Regions from separate parts of the Zea mays genome. Here all the other regions are linked to region 3. The links are chromatin contacts, called in public Hi-C maps. All regions are on one chromosome and are shown on one strand. The core of a region is the stretch at or near the end of the contact, and the rest is flanking DNA. Distances in the headings are between cores, read along the strand shown. Region 1 holds the start of LOC100273431 (Transmembrane emp24 domain-containing protein 10). Region 2 holds the start of LOC100283955. Region 3 holds the start of LOC100286130 (DNA-binding protein).

Region 1 (3,320 bases), core at 780-3,279, 260 kb after region 3:
CAAAAGATGCTTGCCATTGCAAAATCTGATATCTTGGGGTTCATATCCGCGTCCAATAGTATGTTACTCGTCTTAAGATCTCTATGAATTATAGTCAACCTTGAATCATGGTGAAAATAGAGAAGCCCTCTAGACACTCCTTTGATTATCTTGAAATGTGTTGGCCAACAGAGGAGATGTTGCCTTGCAGCATCTAAAGTAATAAGCAATTTCATAAGTAAACATGTCACATATTTTTTGTTTGTGGAAAAGGATGATGTTTTTTCCTGGGAAATTAATCATGAAGTTATAATTTGGAGACATACCAAAGATAACATAATCCAAGCTTCTGTTTGGTAAGTATTCGTAAACCAACAACTTCTCATCTCTGTCGATGCACCATCCAATAAGTCGAACGAGGTTTCTGTGCTGCAGCTTTGCATTTAGAACAACTTTGTTTCTGAATTCCTACGCGCCTTGTCCTGAACCTTGGCCGAGCCTTTTGATTGCGACTTCTATGTTGTGTCCCAGCATACCCTGCGTTGTTTTGTTTCGCCATTGTTGTACTGAACAAGCAATGCCATAATTCTCACGGTTCTACAATTTATTTAGAAGATGTGTGCATTTTTTATTACTGACCTTGTAAACCTTCCCAAAGCCACCTTGCCCGAGCATGTTCTCAGAAGAAAAATTGTCTGTTGCAGTTGCATTGTTTCCAAAGATGACAAATGGAAGCTCTACATTTTTCATCACCGAGTTCGTTTGACGCACTCAAGTATCCTAGGATCGCTTTGCTCAAATTATCCTTGTTCTGACGTTTGGCTGACAGGAAGAGCCACTCCAATTGTTATTGATAAACCTTATGCTAGCAATACAAAAAAACTGAGCTGGATAGTTCTTTATGGTGAATATATTGGCTCCCTCCAATTGTACCTCTAAGCTTGCATATCCAAACAAGGTACATGCCGGTGGCCATGAGTGCAAGCACAGAAGCCATCACCGGGACCGAGATCTTTGCCACACGCCCCATATTCTTCCTTGTAGCTACATAAATGTATTTATTAGTAGCAGCTGATAAGATGTTGAGTTTTGCATCAGAATCTTGACTGCTTCAGTTTTTGCTACCTATTTCAGAGTTTGCCAGCCCAAGATAGAGATCCTGCCCATTTTCTTTGTACTTGACATCAACGATGTTATCTTTCCACATGATGCAGCCGCTGCTGTTACCCTCACCTGGATATCGAAGACAATCTTTGGGGCTGATCTCGAGGTGCTTCAGGTGGTCTGTCTTCTCGTCACCTGAAATGCGTGTCCTGGTGAGTGCAAGCGAAACCAATCCAACAGGAAGGAGGAAGGGTGATGCTAGCTGCCAGAGACCACCGCGTCCACGGGAGGCCCACGAATAGCCTCATCGCGCCATCCCCTTCCTCACCCTCCGCCACTCGCTCGTCGATGGCCTCGGAGACAAGCACCCGCACGGGGCCCGATAGCCTGCTAGCCTGGACAGGGATAGTCGACGCCGCCTAGCTGCTAGCCATGGCTAGCCCGCGACACGTCCCCAACGCAACGCCGCCTGCTGCATCAGTGCATCCCTAATTGGTTGCTGTCCTAGATGAGGTGTGTGAGGCTGGTCTGCACCGCACACTATGTCGCGTACACCTCCACGTCGAGCTGCTCGGCCGAGATCGATGCCAAAGATGCCTCCTCCGCCGTCCAGGCCAGAGGGGATTCCCAAAAAGGGGGACTTGTTGCGCGATCTCGGGGAGGGAGGGCAGGGCAGTTGGGTGGGAAAGGGTGAGAAAAGAAGGTCACACAATTGGTGCCTTGGCGCCTTAGCGGCGTGGGGTGATGTGGGCCCAGCGTGGTGGCTAGAAAGCAAGGTCGCGTAGTCAGCGGCATGGGGGCGAGGTTGGGTGCGTCGGCGTGGTTACGGGTGCAGGGCAGAACACGATGCACGGTCTATAATAGAGTGTTATAGGGTAATAGAGTGTTATAGGGTAGTAAAGATATATAGGCTGGACAGTCTAAGGTGCGAACCTTCGCGTTCCCAACCTACCCCTGCAAGCCATTGCCCTCGCCTATCGCCTCGTGCAAGTCCAAGCTCCCACGACTCCACCGCGACCGGGAGAGAGTCAGAGAGAGACGCCCGCCTCCAGATCGTCCGGCGGGGATGGCGGCGTCGGTCTTTCCAGCGCTGCTGCTGGCCGTAGCGGCGGTGCTTCTCCTACCGGTGGCAGAGGCCGTGTGGCTCGAGCTCCCGCCGTCGGGGACCAAGTGCGTCTCCGAGGAGATCCAGCCCAACGTCGTAGTGCTCGCCGACTACGCTATCATGTACGAGTCCCACCCCAGCTCGCATCCCACCGTCGCCGTCAAGGTACGCGGCCACAACTCGCTCTCGGATGCCCTTGGCGTGCGGTTTCGTCTCGTTCATTCTCGTGTTTGATCTCGATCTGGGCCGGTGAACCGGTGTGTTCTGTGATCTCGGTGTAGGCGAATTGGGACGCAGCTGAGGCGCTAGATTGCGCTATTTTTCGTGCGAATTAAGCCCTGCAATTTTGTTGTTGTCTGATTGAGCTTCTACGAGTCAAAACTAGCACTTAGGGGAGATTGATGGAGGGAGGAATTATACGTGTTCTAGTTCCTAGTACGGGGCTCTTTCGCTACAAATTAGTCTTAAGTAGCTCAGCGTGAATTTTGTACAAGGGGAAATCTGCAAGTTGACAATTCATCATGAATCTGGTCATAGTATCACCTTACTAATTCATGGTTTCGAGACATTAGGGAAATTGATTTATGAGTCAAAACTGCACTTGGCCATTGCTTCAGATGGGGATAATCTTCAATTTGGGTACTGCTATGCTGGATGGCGCTCTCTCAAGTAACTAGCATGTGCTATGCTTGGTTTTCATTCTCTCTTGGGAATCGAATTCTTATATTACCATTCTTAGTTATTAGCCCTAATGTAATGGGGTTGAACATAACACTAAGTTGCAGCAGATGTTGGATTGTGCTTGCTATTGTGATTGTTTATATACCTAAGTGTTATGCACATTAATATATTTTTATATCCAAAATACACATTAATAGATTGTTTTAGTAGTTAGTACCTTGTAATCATTTGTGTGCATGAGCAGACGAGTTAATGCATATAGTGTCACTAGAGTCTAGTCTAGACTAAAATTTTTGACTGGAGTTCCACCCTGAACCCTGCTCAATTGCTGACTCTTTTAGAGAACTTCAGATCCAGATTGAATTTTACAAACTTCCGAAGACAAGATTTGATGATCAAAGTGACAAGGTGCACTATGGGCAACAGCACTTCTGTACCATATCTGCCAACT
Region 2 (3,256 bases), core at 325-2,824, 310 kb after region 3:
TTCTTCTGAAAGTAAGAGACTCAAAATTAGATGTGAAAACATCATTAACAGAAACATCTTTGTCATAGGTCAAGTCAAAAACTTGCTAGAGAAAAATGTAAATTCTTAACAAACACAATAATGAGCTAACTAATAAGCTAGAAAACATCAATAACACCCCAGAAGGTCTTTTATTTGAAATTCCTGAAATTATTAAAAAGGATGCTTCTACTTCTTGCTTAGATTTAATTGATGTTAACTCTAATCCTTGCAATCAAGTCTTGGTTAAGAATGCTATTATAGAAACTTGTTATGATGGGATTGCAACATCAATGGACCCCCTCAGCATCTCAGTGCTACCCTTCCAAACCAGCATATGAAATGTTCTTCATTAGGTCGGTGGCCTTTGAGTCGGCTAAAAGGGTTTGAAAGACCTAGTCCCCTCTAAGATGTAAGTTTTTCATTTGGCTTGCAAGTCTAAATAGGTGTTTTGCTATAAATCGGCTAGCAAAAAGAGGGCTTGAGCACCCTGAACTTTGCCTGTTTTGTGATCAAGAGGATGAACCTATTCAACATCTATTGGTAGCATGTGTATTTGCTAGGTAGTTCTAGTTTCAAGTTCTATATCTAATCAACTTACATCATCTTAGCCTAGTGCTAGGGATGTCAGCTTTTAGGAATGGTTGCATGAAGTGAAGAAACGAGCTTTCAAGCCATAGAAAAAAGGTTCAACTCCAAGACGGTTTTAGTGGTTTGGTGGTTGTAAAAACACCATAATTTCTATGTCATTGAAGAAGGCATGGTAGACGTATTCAAGGTGTTGTAGGATCTCAAAAAGGATGCCATGAATTGGTGCCTTGCTAGGGTAGCCTGGGATAGCCAGGATCTGGCTTTGATTTGGGGTCTCTGATTGTGTTTGTTTTTAAGCATGGATGAGTTGTGTATATCCAATTTTAGTCATCGTAAAGTGCCAATCCTCTGTATCGGTCCATTATGGGCTTTCGTATTCTTCTTAATATAAAAATATGTAGTTCTTATTAACAACGAGACAAAGTTATTAAACCTAATTAATTTATGATTAGATAATGTTTACTGTATTATGTGACAAATTACATAGTAATTAGTTTTAATTGGTTTACTTATCATTTAGTTCTCATCTATCTAATTAGTTTTAGAATTAGACTGTACTTAATATTTCTAATTAGAGCATGTTTGGATCCTTGTGGCAAAATGTTTGCCGTCTAATTTTAGCATCTTAACCTCCAAACCGTCTGGCTAACAAATTGGCTAATTGTTAGCCGGAGGGCTAGCAAACTGTTTATTCATTAGCCATTTGATCTTGCTAATAAGTGCTAATAGATCGTATAAACAGAAAATGACATATATTAATCCAGTCTCCAAATATATCATGACTAATTTTTACTAGCTAATTATTTATCGGCTAATTATTAACTACTGATAAACAATAAGCCAGGAGGATCAAACTGGACATTAGTATCTAAACATCTGTGATAGGTACTAAATTTCAGGAGGATCCAAACACCCGCTAGACAAGCTAAAAATACTTCGCTAGACAGTAGACACACAGGAGATCTGCAAGTCAACCGAACAGACATTCGCTGGAAGCTCTGCTCGGAGTGAGGTCGCTGCGCATCTACCACACGATGCCGCCGCCTCTCCGCTGTCTCCTTCTCGCCTTCGTCGTCGTCCTCTCCGGCTTCCCCCGTCTCGCCCACCCCTTCACGGCTCTCGAGTCTGACCAGATCGCCCGCTTCCAGGAATACCTCCGCATCCGAACTGCGCACCCATCCCCCGACTACGCCGGCGCCAGCGCCTTCCTCCTACACTACGCCGCTTCGCTCGGTCTCCACACCACCACGCTCCACTTCACCCCGTGCAAGACCAAGCCCCTGCTCCTCCTCACCTGGCGAGGCTCCGATCCCTCCCTCCCCTCCGTGCTCCTCAACTCCCACATGGACTCCGTCCCCGCGGAGCCCGAGCACTGGGCGCACCCTCCATTCGCCGCGCACCGCGACCCGACCACGGGCCGCATCTACGCGCGCGGCGCACAGGACGACAAGTGCCTCCCCGTCCAGTACCTCGAGGCGATCCGGGGCCTGCAGGCCGCGGGGTTCGCTCCCGCCCGCACCATCCACATCTCGCTTGTCCCCGACGAGGAGATCGGCGGCGCGGATGGGTTCGACAAGTTCGCCCGATCGGAGGAGTTCCGCGCCCTCAACATCGGGTTTATGCTCGACGAGGGGCAGGCGTCGCCGACGGACGTGTTCAGAGTCTTTTACGCGGACAGGCTGGTGTGGAGGCTCGTCGTGAAGGCGGCGGGGGCGCCAGGGCATGGGTCGAGGATGTTGGACGGCGCCGCCGTTGACAATTTGATGGATTGCGTGGAGACCATCGCTGCGTTCAGGGATGCGCAGTTCAGGATGGTGAAGTCCGGGGAGAAGGGTCCTGGGGAGGTGGTCTCAGTCAACCCTGTGTACATGAAGGCCGGCATACCAAGCCCCACGGTAAGTAAGCAATGGTGCTACCTAATTTAGCTTTGATACAGTAAATCAGGTCCTGGTTTGAAACGGTGTTAGCGGATACAATTGCCCGCTACCGTTGCTAAACAATTTTGCAATTTGAATGTTTATACTCTCCACCAAATAGAAATAGTGACATACAGAACTTTATAGCTTTTCATCAAATATTTCAAAAATCTAGCGACCACCAGCAGATTGTGCATATTGTGCATATGGTCAGTACGAAACATTGTTTTACGCTACACTGTCTACAATGATAATCTGTGGCTTGTGTAGTCTCTAAAGACAGATTGTTGCAGGGTTTCGTGATGAACATGCAACCTTCAGAAGCGGAGGTCGGCTTTGACCTCCGCCTTCCTCCAACCGAAGACATCGAGCAGATCAAGCGGAGGGTCGAAGAGGAATGGGCACCATCTCACAAAAACCTGACCTACGAGGTGATTTTTTTTTATTTCCGCTGTCGTTTCGATCACCGGAACAAAAACAAACCGAGTCCTGCTGAAATGCGTCCCTTGTTGCTGGGCATTGCTGCAGCTGGTGCAGAAAGGTCCGGCGACGGATGTGTCCGGACGTCCCGTATCCACAGCGACGAACGCGTCGAACCCGTGGTGGCTGACGTTCGAGAGGGCCATCGCCTCCGCGGGTGGGGAGCTGTCTAAGCCTGAGATCCTGTCTTCGACCACGGACTCACGCTTTGCGCGGCAGCTGGGCATCCCTGCCCTCGGGTTTTCTCCGAT
Region 3 (3,395 bases), core at 149-2,648:
TGAGAAACTGGTCAACAAGATGCACCTTCTTTTGGAACGAAGCAAGTGCCCGCACGCTATCTAAAAGCATGATACAACATACACGAGCGGATCCAGAACAAAATAAGAGCGAGGACACACTTATAAAGACGAGCATCCAAACATCAAAGTGATGTTATCTATACTTGACTGAGCATGGAACCTTATGTAAAATTTTAGACTACACTACTTACAACAAAGAAATGAGCGAGGGCCTGTGCCCTCACTAGGTCCGCCCCTACAATACATTTATCCTTACCGTTCATCACATGAGCTACTAACCATAATATCAACTGCGCTATCAATCGTGGTCAGCTCTTCTGTGCATAGCCTTTATCAGCAACCTACACCTATATCATCGCTCCATCAACTTTTATTTTAGAAATTTTTATTTAAAACGAAACATGACATTTTGTTTAGGAAAAAAAAATCACCTGACCACGTGATGAAGAAAAAAACTACAGAAGTCAAAAAAAGAATGAAAAAAAATGAAAAAGTTACATAGTTCTTAAAAAATGATACTCCCCTGTTTCTTTTTAGTTGTCGTTGGATAGTTCAATTTTGTACTATCCAGCGACAACTAAAACGAAACGGAGGGAGTACAATACTCCTCCCCAACATCGTCCACATTTTCTTCCTAATCTATTTTTCATCTAAATTTAATTGCTCGATCAATTTGTTTACGACCAACGCGTGGGGTTTTTTAAGGCTATCTCTAGCAGGCCCCTATCCCATCCCATATCTCTGTGGTATTTTAGTGCCAGTTTGTTTGACTGTTGAGAAACCAGCCAACAAGATGCACCTTCTTTTGGAAGAAAGCAATGTGTCAGTGGTCGCACACTATATAAAATCTCGATAGAATGCACTCCATCATTACGGTTCGTCACACCGACCATAACATCAACTCCGCTATCGAACATCGTCCGCTCTCAATAAGAAATCTGAAACCCTAACTGATTCCGCGCACACGCGGATGGTCCTGGCCGCTACGGTGGACAGTCCGACCTTAGAGCCGTCCGCACTCAATTTTGGTGCTCAACACTTTATATAAACTATAAATTTTTATAATAGCATAAATAGAAAATACTCTAACTTATATCGTTTACGCTTTCCTAACAATTCTGATTCAGTTTGGAGCCATCCGTATTCCCCACAAACAGACTATCTCCAGCAGAATATTATATTTTATCTTATATCTTATTCCTTATTTTAAATTTATCATATACATATATTTTTCAGTCTAATGAGTCTCACCTTCACCTCACCTCACCTCACCTCACCTCATGCACAGGCCAAGCGGGCGCGCGAGGCTCGCGGGAAACGCAAACGCCAGGCTACGGGCACCGATTTGCACGTGCTGCATCCAACGAACCTGGTTTGATGCCCTTGTCGGCATCGGGGGGCTTCGCCTACCCGCATCACCCACCCTCTCCCCGCTTCCCTATCCCTCACGCAGTCAGGAGATCCCCAATTCCCCATTCACCAATCCCCAGTATTGTAGTAGGGGGAAAAACGAGAGAAAAGAAACAGCAGTAGCGGAGGCAAGACGAAATGGTGGCCGCCGTCGCGTCGCCTTCGTCGGCGGCACCCTCCGCCGGCCGTCCCCATCCGACATACAAGGAGGTAATATAGCCGCTCCCCGTCTCCCTCCTCGGTTCGTTGGAGTGAATATTGAATCTTGCTGCTGCATCTCGATCGATGATTTGGGTTGGATGCGCCCGCAGATGATCATGCAGGCGCTGACGGAGCTGCGGGACCCGAGCGGGTCGAGCCGCAGCGCCATCGCCACCTACATCGCCGACCACTTCTCCGGCCTCCACTCGCGCCACGATGCCCTCCTCTCCGTCCATCTCCGCAGCCTCAAGTCCCATGGCCAACTTCGCCTCGTCTCTGGCAACTACTTCGTCTCCACCGCCGCTCAGCGGCAGGGGCGAGGCTCCAACATCCCGCCCAACCCCAACCCTGCTCCGGGGCAGAAGCGTGGTCGGGGGCGGCCTCGCAAGTACGCAGATTCAGCCCCTTCCGCTTCGATCCCGGCGTTTCAGGACGCCAAGCGAGGGCGTGGACGCCCACGCAAACGCAAGAGCGCCCAGGACCCGGTGGCTTCCTCCCCCTCCCCTTCGCCGCTACAGGGAGCAAGTGTTCCGCCGCCTCCATCTGGGGTCAAGAGGGGGCGTGGACGCCCTCGGAAGGACGCCCTTGTCCCTCCGCCTTCCTCTTCTTCGCCACTGCTGGGAGGGATTGATCCACCGCCTCCATCTGGGATCAAGACGGGCCGTGCACGTCCTCGGAAGGCCCTTGTCCCTGTGCGTTCCTCCTTTTCCGAGCTGCTGGGAGCTGTTGTTCTACCACCTCCGTCTGGGGTCAAGCGTGGCCGCGGACGCCCGCGCAAGAGTGCCTACCCCGCTGTGGCGCCGTTGGTGGGAGCTGAGAAGGGACCTGCTGGTGGACAACCACAGAGGAATACCACTCCTCTCTCACCGACACCTGCTACCATGTCCCACAGTGGTAAGAGTGAGACTGTCCGGCTGCCCAAGGTTGCTGTTGATATCAGTGCTTTGCGTGGTTCCTCCATGAACATATCTGCTTCTAGTAACAGTTTGGTTGGTGCGAAGCGGGGAAGAGGGCGCCCACCTAAGGTTGTGGTTGCTGGGAAAGAGAAGATGCAACCTGAATCTGTGCAGTCCGTGGATGCTTCATTGACTAAGAGAGGGCGTGGGAGGCCCAGAAAGGAGAAGGCATTGGAAAGTGGCCGCATGAAAGCCTCGCAGATGACTGAGGGTCAACGTGAAGCTCTGACTGCAGACCAAGCTGGGGCTGTCCAAAATGAAGTAGAAGATAGGGATTTGCAATCCTTGGGTACTCCTTTGACAGAGAAGAGAGGCCGCGGTCGTCCTAGAAAGAGGCCGTTGGAAATCGAAACTGCAAAAGCAGGGGCTGCTAAGCGTGGGAGGCCAAGAAAGGAGAAGACATCTGAAACTGGGGACTTGAAAGTTGCACAGATGACTGAGGGTCGGCATGAAGCTCTGCCTGCACAAGCTGTAGACCAAACTGGGCCTGTGCAAAATGAAGTTGAAGCTATGATTTTGCAATCCCTTGCTACTACTCCTTTGATGGAGAAGAGGAGTCGTGGGCGACCTAGAAAGAGGCCATTGGAAACTGAAACTGCAGAAACCCAAGTTGCTGCATCGGTGGAGAAGCGAGGGCGTGGGAGGCCAAGAAAGAAGAATCCATCGGCAGGGTGGTCTGCAGGAACCAGGGATACTGCATTAAAGGGGATTAAGAGAGGGCCTGGGAGGCCAAGGAAGGCCAGGCCTTTTGAAACTGAGTCTGTGAAAACTGCACTTGAGGTGTCTAGGGACTTGACAGAAGATGGG

Evidence for each region. A called contact is a pair of places that touch in the nucleus more often than the background predicts.
Region 1: a Hi-C map of tassel shows a contact between it and region 3, with 2.7 times the contacts expected there. The contact joins the promoter of LOC100273431 here to the promoter of LOC100286130 in region 3. A contact is called at or near these places in 4 of 25 Hi-C or Micro-C datasets (ear, endosperm, leaf and 1 more).
Region 2: a contact with region 3 is called in a Hi-C map of ear, with 2.6 times the contacts expected there. The contact joins the promoter of LOC100283955 here to the promoter of LOC100286130 in region 3. A contact is called at or near these places in 5 of 25 Hi-C or Micro-C datasets (ear, endosperm, leaf and 1 more).

The regions. Positions count from the first base shown.
Region 1 is chr6:121,471,513-121,474,832 of Zm-B73-REFERENCE-NAM-5.0, forward strand. It overlaps LOC100273431 (Transmembrane emp24 domain-containing protein 10), which reads left to right and starts at 2,030. Exons shown (of 4, transcript NM_001147868.1): 1 at 2,030-2,353. The coding sequence starts at 2,150. LOC111589576 (a long non-coding RNA gene) reads right to left here and starts at 1,748. Exons shown (of 3, transcript XR_002748659.2): 1 at 306-1,748; 2 at 1-193.
Region 2 is chr6:121,522,032-121,525,287 of Zm-B73-REFERENCE-NAM-5.0, forward strand. LOC100283955 reads left to right here and starts at 1,575. Exons shown (of 4, transcript NM_001156853.2): 1 at 1,575-2,504; 2 at 2,819-2,956; 3 at 3,054-3,256. The coding sequence starts at 1,644.
Region 3 is chr6:121,213,214-121,216,608 of Zm-B73-REFERENCE-NAM-5.0, forward strand. LOC100286130 (DNA-binding protein) reads left to right here and starts at 1,399. Exons shown (of 2, transcript NM_001159018.2): 1 at 1,399-1,641; 2 at 1,743-3,395. The coding sequence starts at 1,570.